Regions from separate parts of the Arabidopsis thaliana genome. Here region 1 is linked to region 2. The links are chromatin contacts, called in public capture Hi-C maps. All regions are on one chromosome and are shown on one strand. The core of a region is the stretch at or near the end of the contact, and the rest is flanking DNA. Distances in the headings are between cores, read along the strand shown.

Region 1 (4,305 bases), core at 733-3,232, 190 kb after region 2:
GTAGAAATTAATGATAATCCATCAGTTTCATAAAAGAGTCGTTTTGACGGTCTTTTGACACGAATTCTAAGATAAACAAATTACAATATTTTGTAATATTTTTGAATTGAAAAAAATTAATAAATAAATAATATATATAATTGGAATATAAAAGTAATGAACAAAATCATAATTTTTGTTTAGAGGACTAAATTAAATTTTGAAGAAGTGTATTCAAATTCACAAAACAAACAAAATTTCTATGGATAGTAATAGAAAAGAAAGAAAAAACACGTACCTGAGGTGCTTGCTGCGACCACGTCAAGAGTAGCATTGCCGAAGTAGCCGCGTGGCAGAGGTGGCTCCATCCGACTACGAGTATCTATACAGATTCCTAGAGCCGTTGGTTGCTCCGGAGAGTGGCCACGTGCTTTACACGCGCACCTCCACACGTGTCCGGTGACGGTCTCGTACCTTGTAAACCCTTTCGCCGGGTCAGAGTGTTTGCTTCCGTTGGCTTTACTTCGTAGCTTCTGCAGCTGAGATGTGCTCAGTGGTAGCATCACCACAATCGTTTTCTTCTTTCTCTCTTCTACATTGTCCGTTTCTCCGATCAAAAACGGTGGCTGATCAAACTCTTTGTGGTCGAACTTTGGGGGCGACACAAACGGTGGGAGCGGTTCACCAGCCCAGAGGATTTTCCGGTCTAGAAATGGAACGGTTTCTAACGGTTCACCGCGCGCGAGTCTTCCCCATTCCGATATTAAGTGAAGCGCGCTTTGGCCATCTACGATCGCGTGGGAAACGTTGACGCTAAGGCTTATTCCACCGCATTTGAATTTGGTTACCTGAGCTAAAAATAGAGGAATCGTTTCGATAGGGTTTTTATAGTTTACTTGCGGCATAAGATTCTCGAATTCCGGCGTAGGAGAGAAGTCTTTGAAATCCGAAAGCTTCCCCTCAGATTCCGCTTCAATGAATTCCACTCCCTCGGCGTTACAATTGAGCTCGAACCGTCCCCGAGGGAGCCATCTGAGACGGCCAGCCATAGGGTAAAAATGGACTAGCACACGGCTCAACGAGGTTTTTAGGATTTCGACTACATTGCCTTGGAAAGATTCAGATGGCTTGTCGTAAAAGTAAAGGGTGGGAATGTGAGTAATTGTACCAACTTGATCCCACTCGGCTAAGGGAAACCTACCGCTCCACGTTGGTTCGGCCGGTACTATAGTGTAAGATTTTCTAAAAGTTATGGGAGCCATAACACAAACCCCCTTTCTTTTTCTCTTCTCTTTTTGAAGTTCGTGCTAAAGTAATGTTTATATAGTACACAGAATCATATGGATTCAACGAATTTTTCTTGCTGTTAGTCAAAATTCAAAAATGTTTTTCTCGTGGTTTAGTTTGTTTCCTTCGAAGCAGCTTAATTAGTGGAAGTGAGAATAAGGTTTAGTTTTGTTGGTTGTATATGATCACGCGTATTACCCTTCTTCTCTATTTTGTTCACATTGTGGATGAATATATATTTCCACGAAAAAATGAAAAAAAACGAGGTAAGAACATATAACATAAAATTCATATCACTATTAGGGAATGTGTTATACTTTTTTATGCAAGTATATTCCAAAGTATAAATTCTAAACTAAATCCTTAAGTATATATCATAAACTCTAAAAAGAAATGGTAAATCCAAAATACTAACTTCATAGCATTAAATTCAAAAGCCCACATCGCCAGTTTTGATTATATCTTCTGAATTTAAGTTGAGTTTATTTTTATAAAGTCATCTTGAAGAAAAAAAATGTGGATGATGTATTTTACACTGTTACACAGTAATTTTAGTTTTTACAAACTAACAAAAAGGAGAAAACAATTCCACTTTCTCCGAGTCTCCTCCTCCAGTAGTTTTGTCTTAATGGGTAATTTGTGGGCCTTTTAAAGCCCAAAATGAGTTATCGTATTAATAAACCCTAGTTTTAAACCCGACCGACTAAACCTTAACCCAGACCCGGACTCGACTGGATCTTCTCTTCTCGCCCCATCTCTCTCTATCGACGATCGAACTTACTTGAGTACTTCTTCTTCTTTTGACCAGAGCTCTCACACATACGAGTCACTATAATGGAAGGCGATCAAGAGACGAATGTTTATACTTTGGTGGCAAGGAAGCCTTCCTTCGATCTCCCAACAGCTTGCCCTAATTGTCTTCCTGCTTATATATACCTGAAATTAGCCCAGCTACCTTTTGAACTTGCGTTCAATTCAACCTTCCCTGATTCAGGTTTGCTTCTGTTTTGATTCCTCGCTTCGTATTTTGGTTGTTGTTAGATTAAGGTTTTGGTTGCGTGATGTGTATCTGTTGGAAGTGAACATTGTTAATTCTATTAGCTTGAATTGAGATTCGAATCCTAGACAAGATAATTTTGAGTTCTGGATTCGAATTCGTACTATTAAGATCCTGCTCTTAGGTTAATCAGAGTTTAGATAGGGTTTTTAGGCAATAGTAATTCAATTTTGAGGTGTATATATGCATTGGTGAATTTTTCTGGATAGGAAGTGTTCATCATAATTTCTTGTTATAGCTTTGGTTGAATTCCTCGTTATCGTAATTGTTAATTCGAAGAGAATGATGATGTTTCATACTTGTTCAGAAGAAATTAGTTGTTTGATTTAGCTATTGAGTTTGTATATTAACAATATCTTCAGAATTTCTATGTTATGTTTGATAATATCTCTAGACACTTCGTAATCCTTTGTTCACGGATTTACAAATTTGTGCATTCAATATTTATAAGCTTGTGTATTGACAATGTTAATCATTTGTTTTTAATATAGATGAACTGCCGTACTTTGAAAGTGATACATATGTTGCATATAACAATGAAGATGGAGGAGTAATTGAAAAACTGAAGAAAGATGGGATTGTTAATCTGGACTCTCAGCTACAGTCTCTTTCGGATTATTTATCTTTGAAGGCTCTTATTGTGTCTTGGCTAGAAGAAGCGCTTACCTATGAGATATGGGTTGGTACCGAGGGGATATCTACATCGAAAATCTACTATTCAGATCTTCCTTGGGTGATCAGCAAGGTCCTGTTTTATAAGCAGACATACTTGGCAAAGAACCGTTTAGGAATCACCAAAGAGAACGCAGAGCAAAGAGAAAAACAGGTCGGGTTTGTTTAAGTTTTGTTGTTACTTTAGAAGACCTGTGGTTTATATTTGTGAGCATTTGAACTAGTTATTAAAGTTCATAGTCTTAAATGTGAACAGATATACAAGAGAGCAAGTGAGGCATATGAAGCTTTGTCGACTAGGTTAGGTGAGCAGAAGTTTCTCTTTGAAGACAGGTATTGCAATCACATTCCGGAACTGGATTCTTTCCCTTAAGCCTTTTTGTAAAAGATTGACAATGTTTATATTATTCTCTTCCCACAGGCCATCGAGTTTGGATGCTTTCTTACTCTCGCACATACTTTTTATAATCCAAGCGTTACCAGTGAGCAGCTTTAAATTTCACCAATATATTTCTCAGTTATGGGTTTATCAGGTTGAATTTAGCCTTAGAACTATTTAGATGAAGTAGTTTTCTTAATGGTGCATGATCAGGTTACATCAGTGCTTCGGTGCAAACTTCTGGAACATAGTAATCTTGTGCGATATGCTGAGAAACTTAAGTCAGAGTTCCTTGAAGCCTCTTCTTCATCTCCTTCACCTCCACTTCACTCATTCCCTTCCTCATTTCCAAGAAAGAGTAAGACACATCTAACCTTCAACGTCCATATCATATATATTTCATCATATTATATATCTGTCATATATGCAACATTCATTGGATATGTTTAAGCCTGTGAAGGAAGTGAATTTCATCTTTTGTTCAGGTTCGAAGCCAAAGAGCAAACCAAAGGTAGAAAAGACCGAAGAGGAGAAAAAATTTAAGAAAAGAGCAAGGTTCTTTCTAGCTGCTCAGTTTCTAGCTGTCGTCATTTACGTATCAGTGATGGGAGGAGGTAGTTCTGATGAACTGGAGTATGAAGATGAAGATGACTAAACTAAAGCTTTTCTTATTAAATGGACCGGTAACTCTCAGGCGAACTCTCTGAGACTAAGATAAAAACATAACCAGTAATCTCTACGCTTTTTTCTTCTTGAACTCTTAGTTATGGAGAGGATACAGATGTGAGATTTAGTCACATTATAATGGTTTTCGACTTTTCGTTCTGAAGGAGAGCTTTTGGCTTTTATATAAATTTCATTGGTTTTTAAGGCACATCATGGGAACCGATTCACCGGATAAAATACCGAGGAACATTAGAAGACTCTTGGT
Region 2 (4,717 bases), core at 278-2,777:
AACAAACAAAGCAAAACAAGTCTTCAGATTAGAAGGCCCAAGATAATAACATCAATGGAGTATCATCGGTCAGGGAGAACTTGTTACCGTGAAGAGATGGAAAAGACCGTAGATAACTGTGTTTATGTTGAGAACCGGTTTCCAGTCTTCACGCAAGATGTTCAGACAGACGTTTCCTTCTAGATCGATATTCGGATGATACACCTACAACATTGACATTCTTTAGCATTCTGTATAAACATATCAGACAACATAAAACGCTTCAGAGACTGAGGAAAAAAAGCCTAACCTTGGTCTTGCATTTCACTTTAGGAGCTTCGTGGGGGTACATATTAGAGACTTGGAATGAGAACACAAAGTTACCACTCCTGTTTAGGTATAACAAGAACGAATGAGTGTGTTTTTGCGCAAATTCAGGGACCCAAAAACAAAAATGAAAGATAGAGATTTTGTTTACTTACAAGTAATATCCTTCATCAGGTTTAATGGTTACTTCAAAATTCATCAAGTCATTCTTCCCATTCGGAAAAGATATCTTACAAGACTTTGGTAAGTTCAGCTCCGATATATCTATGCACAAATAAACAGAGATGATTTATCAGTTACACCTACTGGAAGACAACATAGAACCCTAAAAATACTTGATAGTGATAACTCTAAAAGAACCTAAAATCTACAGTTTGTTCAACATCGAAACTGAATAAGATCAACAGCAAAACCTGATGAAGAAAGTCAAAACACACTGAGAGAGTATCAACTACATCAACTAGAAGACAACATAAAACCTCTACAATCTTATAGTTCTAACACATAACGAACCAAATTCAATAGAGATTTTACAGTTACACCAACTAGAAGACAACATAAAACCCTAGAAATCTACAGAGAAATTACAAATTGGTCAACATTAGACAGTGAATAAGATCAAAAGCAAAAAAAAAAAACAGAGAGAAGGAAGAGAAAGAGAACCTTTGTGAAGACGAAGTTCACCAGCAGATTGCTTCTTGACAGTAGAAGCTCCTCTTCCGTTGTTACTTTGAGACTCTTCTCTTTGCTTCTCTTTCACTTTGAATAACCCAATCATCGTTCTTCTACCCTCACAAATCAATCAACAACATCATACAATTATTCACACAAGTTTCTTTGGAAAATTCATGAATTACAACAGAACAATCACTCAAAACCCTAACGAAATTTCATTCAGAGAGATCGAAACTAGTTAAAAATTGACTATGAAACAAATCATGAATCTTCTTCGGATAACCAAACGATCGGAGATTTTATCAAATCGGAAGGAAGAAACAAAAAAAAAACTAAGATACGAAAAGTGAAAACGAAGAGATCGGAGAGAGCTTACGAGTTGCAAATTCTTTAGATCAATACAAAGATGAGCGAACCTTTCGTCTTCACTATTGATTTGGTTCGACGAGGAACGAACGAACGTAGCTTTCTCCGTAAGCTGATTCTGAAAAAATTACAACCCTTCTTCAAACTATATATATAATGAAAATCCGAAACTAATATTACGTGCTGTGGTTTCGGGCCTGGAAAGATTACGGGTTTCGCCTCAGAACCTTCTGTTATTCAAAAAAATATTAAAAAAAAAAAAAAGGAAAAACTCATTTTATTAGGCCTAACGAAACTAAATGGGCCTACTGACATACCCATCCATCGTTTCAAAAGCAACTTGTAGAAAAACTAAACTTTTGGGCTTTACTCACATATCTTTTTTCTGGTATTTTTCTTTTTTTGTCTGTCAATTTTCATTCTCACTTGAAAACATAATACAACGCTCTACATCATTTACAGTAAGAAAAATACCATTTAGCCTGTTCTTGTAGCTCATTTGGTATGAGGGCTAAACACCACCGCATGAGTTCAAGTCATGGTAGAAGAAGATGAGGGGAAAAATACCATTTAAATCATCAATTATCCATTTTCGTTGATTTAAACCATGAATTTTAAATTTGATGAATAAAATACTTGATTTTATGTTAACTTTAAGTTAAATCACTAATTTTCGTTGACAAAACCAACTAAAACATATTATTAACTACCTAATGGACTAATCAGACAATGTTAGGTATCCGTTAATAGTTTCTATAATTAGCTAAAAGACATCATTTTCAAAAAAAAAAACCTCAAAATCGTTAATTAGCTTTCTCGAAAATTAGATTAGATTTTGAACCCTCATAATCGATTTAGAAGGTTGTTTTTTCAAATTATTGAACATCATCATCCCTAAACCACCCACAAGGGTCTAGACATTCCACTTCAAAGTTCAAAAAAAAAAAAAACTTTTTCGAGAAAGCACCATGACTACTCTAAATCTATTAATTTTTCCATGTGCCTAAAGATCCAGATCCGTAGAGAAACAAATTTATTAACGAATTTTCAATATTTTAGTGGTGTCGTCATGTCTCACGAGGTGTATATGATAAGATAAACAATCACAAATGAAAGCAAATTGTTCTTGTTTAATCAAATTATTAAACATTAGGTGATCATCCCGCGTTATGCCGCGGTTTTTTCAGATTTTTTTTATTTTTAATTTAAATATAATTTTTATTTATGTAATCATTCACTTATGCAATAAGCAACATTAAAATATCAACTGAAGGAGTTTGGAGATGAATATTGTAGCGGAGTTGGAGATAATCTAAGTCTTAGAATGACGACATTATATAAACTTAAGGACTCTCCCAGACACTAACATCGAGGAGACTACCCTAGCTTCGCCTTCCGGCGCCGGTGATGCTTTTGCTCACCGGCGTCGGGATTTCTCTTCTTCGTTTCACTTCTTTCGTTATCTCTTCATATTTTTAATTCTTCTCTGGCTATTATCTCAATCATCCCAACCCAACCTTCAATCGTTTAACTTCCTCGGCCGTTCATTGACGACAGAGGGCAGAGGAAATGCTCGATGATCTTTCCTTCTATTCAGCTTTTGTCCGCATCCATCTTTTTGAAGTTTCCACCAACAGAACAGCCCCAATTTTTCCAATCTAAAACCGCTATGATCTCTACATGCAACACCATCCTTACCTCCGACCTGTTTTATGTGGGTATCTCATCTACGTTGACCTTATTCCCACCAGCATCATTTAGCGTTTATCGGAGTTCTTATCTGCCGCCTCAGATCCGTCGCACCATCACCATCCTCTGCCACACTGTTGCCTTGTTAGGGTTCCTCTTAATGGGCCACTGTTCTTCGAGCCCATTAACCAAATTTAGGCCCATCCCCCAAAACAATGGCCCATCTCCACTAATGCATTGGCCCAGCCCCTCTAAACGGTCTCCGCAAAATCATAGGTTTGACCCAAACTCCTTTTTGTCTTCTCTTAGCTTGTATTTGCATCGATTCATGATACCAATTGCTAATGGACATCAATTGAATCATAATCGAACATTGCTGCTATGTTGGTACAAAAATCCTTTGAGAACCTTGCCATTAGAATCTATAGGTGTACTATTCATGTTGCTAATTGCTTGAAGAAGATCGGCATGATGATCTCGTCTCTAAGGAGCAGTGATTACCGTAGTTTCTTCAAGTTTTCATCTCCGATTCATTTTATTATTGATTTCATACTTGATATATTTAGCTACATCATGGGTACTATTCTTGAAAGTAAAAGTTTGATGAATAATGTCATTATGATCCCGTCTCCATGGAGTGGTGGTTACCAAATCTTCATCAATATTTTATATCCGTTAACCCTAAAGCTTGAGCTCCAACTCATACCCGAAAAAACTCTTACCTTCCATGAGTTCTTACCATTGGTCCCAACGTCCACAATGCATTTCTTGCCGACGAGCCATAAGACAAAGGACATTTTTTTAAAGTCAAAAGATCAAGTCTTCTCGATCATGAGTAATCCGAAACTCCCCGACGTGGTCGCGGAAGTGTCTATGACACACCATGAGGTCGCATGTGGCTTGTTGCTTGATTGCTTCTGTCTCCGTTCCTCTATGGCTTATCAAACCTATCTTTTTTTCCTTGTTGTTAGCTTTCGTTATTTGGAGTTTTTTTAACCCTTTGTATGCTTGAAGATCTTGTAAACTTTACCTTTAGGAGATGCATTGAATGAAATACAAGGCTTGTTTGACAAAAAAAAAAAAAAAAAAAAAGTATCAACTGAAAAAAGCATTCGTTTATGCAATATAACAACGTATTCGATGATTCAATTTTAATTAAAAAAAATTCTAACAACATTCTCAACAATGCATCATACACATAATTCAGAAACAACGTTGATTTTAAACCAATTTAACAGATGGTAGTGTTGGATTCTAAAAACCTAAGAATTTGATGATGGAGCTTTTTACGTATTCTTCACCCTCAGTGGTTTATTATATAAATATCAATTTAAGAGAATATAAATATCAATTTAAGAGAATATAAATATCAATTTAAGAGAGTAACTTACTCAAATCATTAAGTAATCCACAACTATTATACACTCGTACTTTGAGTTTGGATTACAAGAAAAAAAATCTTCGGGTATGAGAAAACTATTAAAATGGTTTATTGAAAAATCATGTAATATTAAAATAAATTTAGTAATAATACAATTAAATATGTAAAATAAAATAATAAATATATCATTAACCTATAAATTAAAAGTTGAAGAGCTTACATTAATTATTTAATAGACACATGGCAAATGGTAAAGTGATGATGTGTCAATCATATGGAGAGAGTTGGCCACTTTCATAT

Evidence for each region. Capture Hi-C pulls out chosen DNA fragments and counts their contacts.
Region 1: a contact with region 2 is called in a capture Hi-C map of seedling, with 2.6 times the contacts expected there. The contact joins the promoter of AT2G19080 here to the promoter of AT2G18600 in region 2. A contact is called at or near these places in 4 of 26 Hi-C or Micro-C datasets (callus, cotyledon and shoot) and 2 of 3 other capture datasets (seedling and shoot).

The regions. Positions count from the first base shown.
Region 1 is chr2:8,260,718-8,265,022 of TAIR10.1, forward strand. It overlaps AT2G19080 (metaxin-like protein), which reads left to right and starts at 1,983. Exons shown (of 6, transcript NM_127465.4): 1 at 1,983-2,260; 2 at 2,815-3,149; 3 at 3,252-3,328; 4 at 3,417-3,477; 5 at 3,588-3,732; 6 at 3,860-4,305. The coding sequence starts at 2,101. The coding sequence ends at 4,029. It overlaps SHT (spermidine hydroxycinnamoyl transferase), which reads right to left and starts at 1,268. Exons shown (of 2, transcript NM_127464.2): 1 at 278-1,268. The coding sequence starts at 1,241. AT2G19090 (DUF630 family protein (DUF630 and DUF632)) reads right to left here. Exons shown (of 4, transcript NM_127466.3): 4 at 4,257-4,305.
Region 2 is chr2:8,073,482-8,078,198 of TAIR10.1, forward strand. AT2G18600 (Ubiquitin-conjugating enzyme family protein) reads right to left here and starts at 1,528. Exons shown (of 6, transcript NM_127416.4): 1 at 1,358-1,528; 2 at 970-1,091; 3 at 462-570; 4 at 290-368; 5 at 88-204. The coding sequence starts at 1,084. It overlaps AT2G18620 (Terpenoid synthases superfamily protein), which reads left to right and starts at 4,693. Exons shown (of 1, transcript NM_127418.2): 1 at 4,693-4,717.